Regions from separate parts of the Mus musculus genome. Here region 2 is linked to region 1. Evidence: chromatin contacts called from public Hi-C data. All regions are on one chromosome and are shown on one strand. The core of a region is the stretch at or near the end of the contact, and the rest is flanking DNA. Distances in the headings are between cores, read along the strand shown. Region 1 overlaps Tec (tec protein tyrosine kinase). Region 2 has its middle 23 kb from the start of Slain2.

Region 1 (3,052 bases), core at 239-2,738:
CCATATTTATATACCAGCACACTGTCCCTACACACACACTCTCAAACCATGCTTTATTCTTTTTCTATCTGAACATTTCCAGATCCATCCAGAAAGACACATGGAAGCTGTAGCATTGACCACTTGTGGGAAGAATCTTTGATGAGTGACAGATGTGAGGACTTCAGCCCCTTCGCTGTATGTGCAGCAGGAATTTATCAGAGGGATTGTTAATGCATTACATATTTATAGGAAGTCAATGCTAAAGCTGCCAGGAGCAAAGATTCAGATGAGCACACCGACTTCCCCTTGAATGGACAAAAATGGTATCTGGTGGACAATGCCACCTTGGGCTGGATCAAATAGTTGTCAGTCAGAGACGTCTGAATGTAGTGCATAAGGAGTAGTTCTAAAAGGACTGGTGGAAAAGTACCAGCTTTCTGCAAGCCAAATATGAAGAATGGCGATAGACAGTGCAGGGTTCCCCTTCAGGTGCTAACTATCTTTACCTAGAGCACATAGAGAGGACTGGGTAATCAGCTTCGAGAATCAGAAACTACTAAAGATAGCATTCAGGCCACCAAAGGCCAGCGTCTTCTTGGGGGTTGGTGTTGGCCCGAAGACCCAACATTGCTCTACTTTCTTGACTGCTCTTAGCTCTGCCTCTGGACCAGCTTCCTTGGCCCTCTTCTGATTCCCTGGGCAGGTCACACTAGTCCCAGACTTAAGGTGGCACCACTATGGTTCTCCTGTGTTGTTCACTCAATGTTCCCATGCAAGAAAAGCCTTTCTGGTCACCAGATCTCCAGCGGCCGTCCCTTCCCCCACTCCCAAGTTAGCTCTTTCACCGAACAGTAGAAGATTTCAGGGAAAGACGAAACAGATAATACAGAGGATTTCAGTATCTGCAGGGCACACCGTCCGTGTGACAGCTCAAGGTTTTTCATCTGCAGTGTGAAAGTGACCACAGATGGTATCAACAGTTAGTCAAGACTGCAAGTTGAAAGTCTCAATAACACTATGTTTTTGGTTTTTTCAATGGACAGAGACTTAGGTTTCAGATAATTCTCAGGTGTCCTGACATGCTTTTAGTCTCTTTTTTAACTGTTTGTAAATAAAAAGTTCCTTTCCGACACATCTGGAGCACAAAAGGCACAGACTGGACTGACAGCCACTGTCTGCTGACCCCACCCTGCTCTGTCACAGTCACTTTCCCCAGGGCTATGTATCTCCTTTCTCCATCGTTTGCACTACATGTGGGCTCAGCCTTCAGTTTACTCACCGATGTGGCTCACAGGGTTAGGCTCCTCACCCAGTAGACACCTGATTTTTAATATATGCATGACTCAAGGGACAGAGGGAAAGGGGAGGACAGACAAAATGCTTCTTAAACGTCTATTCTAACACTAGTAAAAGTAGAAAAACTAAGAGATTAAAAACATTGCGAACAAGGATATACTAAGCACTGAATCACCAAACAAATTGAGAGAGAGATATTATATAGGCTCTACTACCATCTAGTGGAAAGAATTACCAATGCCACAATAGTAATTAGCCTCATTTACCCTTACAACAGTTGAAGAGATTTCCTTATTGCTTTATTGGTGCAAATCATTCCCACATTAAAATTTTAAAGGCAGGATCTCATGTAGCCCAGGCTGGCCTCAAACTTGGTATATAGCCAGGAATGACTTTGAAATCCGGATTCTCCCGCCTCCACCTCTAAGTACTAGATTACAACAAGCATCACTACAACCAGGGCCCGAGGCCTGAGTTTTTATTTCAGTTTGGGGAGGGTTTGCTTGTGGGCAGTTCGTGCATAGAGAGGACAGAGGCAACCTTGGATTGCATGGGCAGGAACGCTGTCTGCCTAGTCTCTTTTCAACGGCTTAGGGTTCATCAATTAATCTGGGTTTTCTAGCCAGAGAGCCTCAGAGATCCACCAGTCTCTGCCTTTCCAGTTCTGGGGTTACAAAGCCTAAGCCACCACTCCTGGATTTTTTCCTGCATTCTGGTCAAACTCAGGCTTGGGAGGGAAGCAATTTATCCTCTGAGCTATTTCCCAAGGCCTTCCCATGCTTATTAATTATTCAAATATAATGTGACCACTTAAAAGCACACAGTACTCAGCCATACCTGGCCATTCCAAAATCAGATACTTTGACAACTCCTGCTTCATTCACTAGACAATTTCTGGCAGCCTGGAAAACAAGATTATGACGTTACATTTATTAAAAGGTCCTGCAAAAAAAGGAACAACAGAAGTTCACTTTCTACTAAATATAATACAGTCCACATCAGAAAGAACTGTACATGTGTTCATATAAACTGTTTACAGCCATACTGAAGGTACCTCCAACAAAAATCTGAAGCAACCTGAAAAAAAGACAGATTAGAAATGTCACAAGGCATTATGGCACTGTCTTTACCAACATCACACTTCATGAGGATCAACGGACATTCCAACCTTCTTCCTGGTCCAGGCCTATTGTATTACTATGTGATTTTCTTACTGATGTTGATAACACTCTTAAGTCTTTAATCTAGATTAAAGATGAATTCTCTCTAGGTAACAGTAGAAACACACAATCATCACAGTGACCAGTAACCTGAGAGTGGTCACCTCAACAGACAGAAGAATGGCCAAGTATAGACACAGGACCTGCTTTATCGTGTATGAGGTTGCTAATATATTAAGACATAATATACTCAGCTGGTAAAACACACACATATGTTATTTGGGGTTTGGTGTATTCTTGAATCCATCAAGAATTACATGAACCAATATAATAATTTGGTAGAATGACAGAGGGCTTCTCAGAAGCAAAATAATGGTGTTTTTAACACCTCAACTGATGGGGCAAGGTTTCTCCCTCACTCGTCGGATGCTTGTTTTTCCTGTGTGATAATTCCCCAGAGCTCCTTTCCTCTGAGCACATTTAAGAGTCTCTCTCAAGTGACAGTTAATGCCCACCTCTTGAATTATCTGCACCTTCCCGGGAGGACAGCCATGGTACTGTCACTTGCAAGCCCATGAAACACTTTACTCAGGGGAAAGGCACATTCGACACTT
Region 2 (3,098 bases), core at 498-2,997, 130 kb after region 1:
CTGTCTCTCTGTCTCTCTCTGTCTCTCGCTCTGTCTCTGTCTCTTTCTGTCTCTGTCTCTCTGTCTCTCTGTCTCTCTCTCTCTCTCTCTCTCTCTCTCTCTCTCTCTCTCTCTCTCTGTGTGTGTGTGTGTGTTCCACTCTGTAGCCCCAGCTGGATTGGAACTCACAGAGCTCTGTCTGCCTCCCAACTCCCAAGTGCTAGGATTAAAAGCATGCACCACCACACCTCGCTTTACCATGTCAATTTTTAATTCTTTTTTATTATTTCATGTATATGAATGTTTTGCCTGCGTGCCACATGTGTGCCATGCTTACAGAGGGCAGGTGAAAGCACTGGATTAGAACTGGAGTAAACCGGGGTGGCACACGCCTTTAATCCCAGCACTTGAGAGGCAGAGGCAGGCAGATTTCTGAGTTCGAGGCCAGCCTGGTCCTACAAAGTGAGTTCCAGGACAGCCAGGGCTACACAGAGAAACCCTGTCTCGAAAAACCAAAAAACAAACAAACAAACAAACAAAAACAAAAGAAGAAGAAGAAGAAGAAGAAGAAGAAGAAGAAGAAGAAGAAGAAGAAGAAGAAGAAGAAGAAGAAGAAGAAGAAGAAGAAGAAGAACTGGAGTAACATAGCTGTGAGCCACCACGTGGGTGCTGGGAATTGAACCGGGGTTCTCTAGAAGAACAGCAAGTGATCCTAACCACTGGACTACCCCTTTAGTCTCACCATCTCTATTTAAATAGTGCCTATCTTTCTGGAATAAGCACTCTGACACAGAGGGGAGAGGAAGAGATGTCATGGGTAGACTGAAGTCAGGATCGTTCCTGAAAGCCCTCAGGATCGGGTCCTATTTGTAGTTTCATTTTCTACTCTAAAACAGTGGTTCTCAACCTGTAGGTTGTGACCCCTTTAGGGACAACTGTTTCACAGAGGTCACTATCAGATATTTACATTACAATTCATGGCACTCGTAAAATCACAGTGATGAATTAGCGACGATAATGATTGTATGGCTGGGGGTCAGCACAGCATGAAGAACTGTATTAAAGGGTCTCAGCATTGTGAAGCTTGAGAAACACTGGTCTAAACCCACAGTGTGGAGTGAACAGTGTAGATCTTACAGAAGCCTATGTGGCAGTCAGCAGTCAGCAGGTTGTTAAAGGATATGGCCCATTGTTTCGGCTCCCGGGCTTTCTGTTCCAGGTAGCAAGGGTACCTAGAACAGAAGCAAGTCACGCTTGGTAACTAGGCAGTACAGCAGTGCTTTCTATAACTCACTAAATAAATCAATGTCCAATACGTGGTCTTTTCTACGTTATTTACATATTTTTTGCCATCTTTGCTTCAGAAGGTTTTCCTCTAAATAAATAAAATATTGAGAGGGATAGAGAGATGGTGGTTAAGAACACTTGTTGCAGCTGAGCCCGGCTGGTGCCTTAACCCCAGCACTCGGAAGACAGAGGCAGGAGGCTCACTGAGTTCAAATGCTGGGATTAAAGACAGATGCTGTGCACCACCCAGCCTTGCAAAGTATTCTTGCATTAAAAAACAAATCAAACAAACGAAAACTAAATCCTCTCAGGAAAAAAAAAAACTTTTCAGTAATCATTAAGACACTTGGTAAATTTGACTTTATCAAGCTAGCTGAAGATAGATCACCCTGGGGATTTTGACGCCCTGGCTGGTAGGAGCCCAAATGGGCCCCCGCAGTTTGAATTCCATAGTAAAGTCTCCTTCTTGCCACTAGGTGGCGCTTCCTGGCTTTCGGCGAGGTTACTGCATTGTCTCTCTGTTACCTCGAGGTATTGACTTTTTACTTTGAAGGGTGTGGACACTAGCTGCCGGAATGTCACCGGGATTGTGATCCGGATCCTGGTGGTAACTGAGATTGCACCTCACGTCTCGCGTCTTGCATCTCACACCTCAAATACTTACTGTCTCTCCTAGCCAATTTACTCACTCATACTGTGTCAGTGGTGTTTTTCTAAGAGTTATATTTTTTGCTGAAAGGACCCAGATATAGCTGTCTCTTGTGAGACTGTGCTGGGGCCTAGCAAACACAGAAGTGGATGCTCACAGTCAGCTATTGGATGGATCACAGGGCCCCCAATGGAGGAGCTAGAGAAAGTATCCAAGGAGCTAAAGAGATCTGCAACCCTATAGGTGCAACAACATTATGAACTAACCAGTACCCCGGAGCTCTTGACTCTAGCTGCATATGTATCAAAAGATGGCCTAGTCAGCCATCACTGGAAAGAGAGGCCCATTGGTTGTGCAAACTTTATATGCCCCAGTACAGGGGAACGCCAGGGCCAAGAAGTGGGAGTGGGTGGGTGGGGGAGCATGTGGGGGACTTTTGGGATAGCATTGGAAATGTAAATGAAATAAATACCTAATTTTTTAAAAGGATATGGTACTTTCTAAAAAAAAATAATGGGAGGGGGGGAGAAAATTATACAACACGAGCCTAAAGGTATTATATCCTCTTCATCTAGGACTCGGATTCACTGCTTAATGGTGCTTTAACATTCTGTCTGTCTTTCTATCTGCCCATCCATCAATCATCTATATTCCCTCCATCCCTCACTCAATTTTCTTTTCTCAGAACAAAATCAGGAGGCACGCAGCATCAACTTGTCTCTTTAATGAGCAACTATTTTGTTTCTCTGTTGCTAAGTGAATAATGTTTCCGGCTCCTAGTTAAAACAAACAAACAAACAAACAAACAAACCCAAACCCAGTATGTTGATGGGATAACAGGTTGGGACCATACAAGCATCCTTTCTCTAGTGAAACTTTGACCAACTGTTTCCTCAACTGTTAGCAGCTGCTGCCTCCTGACTCTGTTGTTTCTTTTACCTTCCCTACTTGGCAGGCTATTATAATATGGACACTCACTTACACATTCATTCACTTCTGCATGCCAATATATGGCATATTTCATTTTACTCTTTGGCTTAGAATCCACAACTAATATTTATTTTTGGTGCTAATGTTGTCCCAAATTTGGCAAGTGGGATCCTCTTTAACATGTCCTGTAGACCTGAGACCTTCCCTATTCTCAGTTGCAAAATGATCTTTATCTTATCTTGGGTCTCCCTCG

What was found. Hi-C and Micro-C count contacts between places; a contact is called where the count stands out from the background.
Region 2: a contact with region 1 is called in a Hi-C map of the Ba/F3 cell line, with 2.3 times the contacts expected there. The contact joins two enhancer-like sites. A contact is called at or near these places in 3 of 39 promoter capture datasets (the 3T3-L1 cell line, the C10 cell line and HPC-7-derived erythroid cells), 3 of 15 datasets of contacts at CTCF or cohesin (CD8 T cells, large pre-B cells and pro-B cells), 2 of 484 Hi-C or Micro-C datasets (the Ba/F3 cell line and bone marrow-derived macrophages), 1 of 115 datasets of contacts at active chromatin or transcription factors (large pre-B cells) and 2 of 9 other capture datasets (adipose tissue and liver).

Annotation. Positions count from the first base shown.
Region 1 is chr5:72,758,228-72,761,279 of GRCm38.p6, forward strand. It overlaps Tec (tec protein tyrosine kinase), which reads right to left. Exons shown (of 19, transcript NM_001113460.2): 16 at 2,116-2,180. Among named protein-coding and RNA genes, the nearest start is that of Txk, 7.0 kb to the left of the region's middle. Within about 2 kb of position 1,489, at least 30 of the 459 cell types and tissues checked have an H3K27ac peak or open chromatin away from gene starts, as enhancers often do. A contact at or near this core is called in the Ba/F3 cell line, where this site is marked.
Region 2 is chr5:72,889,949-72,893,046 of GRCm38.p6, forward strand. No RefSeq gene overlaps it. Among named protein-coding and RNA genes, the nearest start is that of Slain2, 23 kb to the right of the region's middle. Within about 2 kb of position 1,748, at least 8 of the 459 cell types and tissues checked have an H3K27ac peak or open chromatin away from gene starts, as enhancers often do. A contact at or near this core is called in the Ba/F3 cell line, where this site is marked.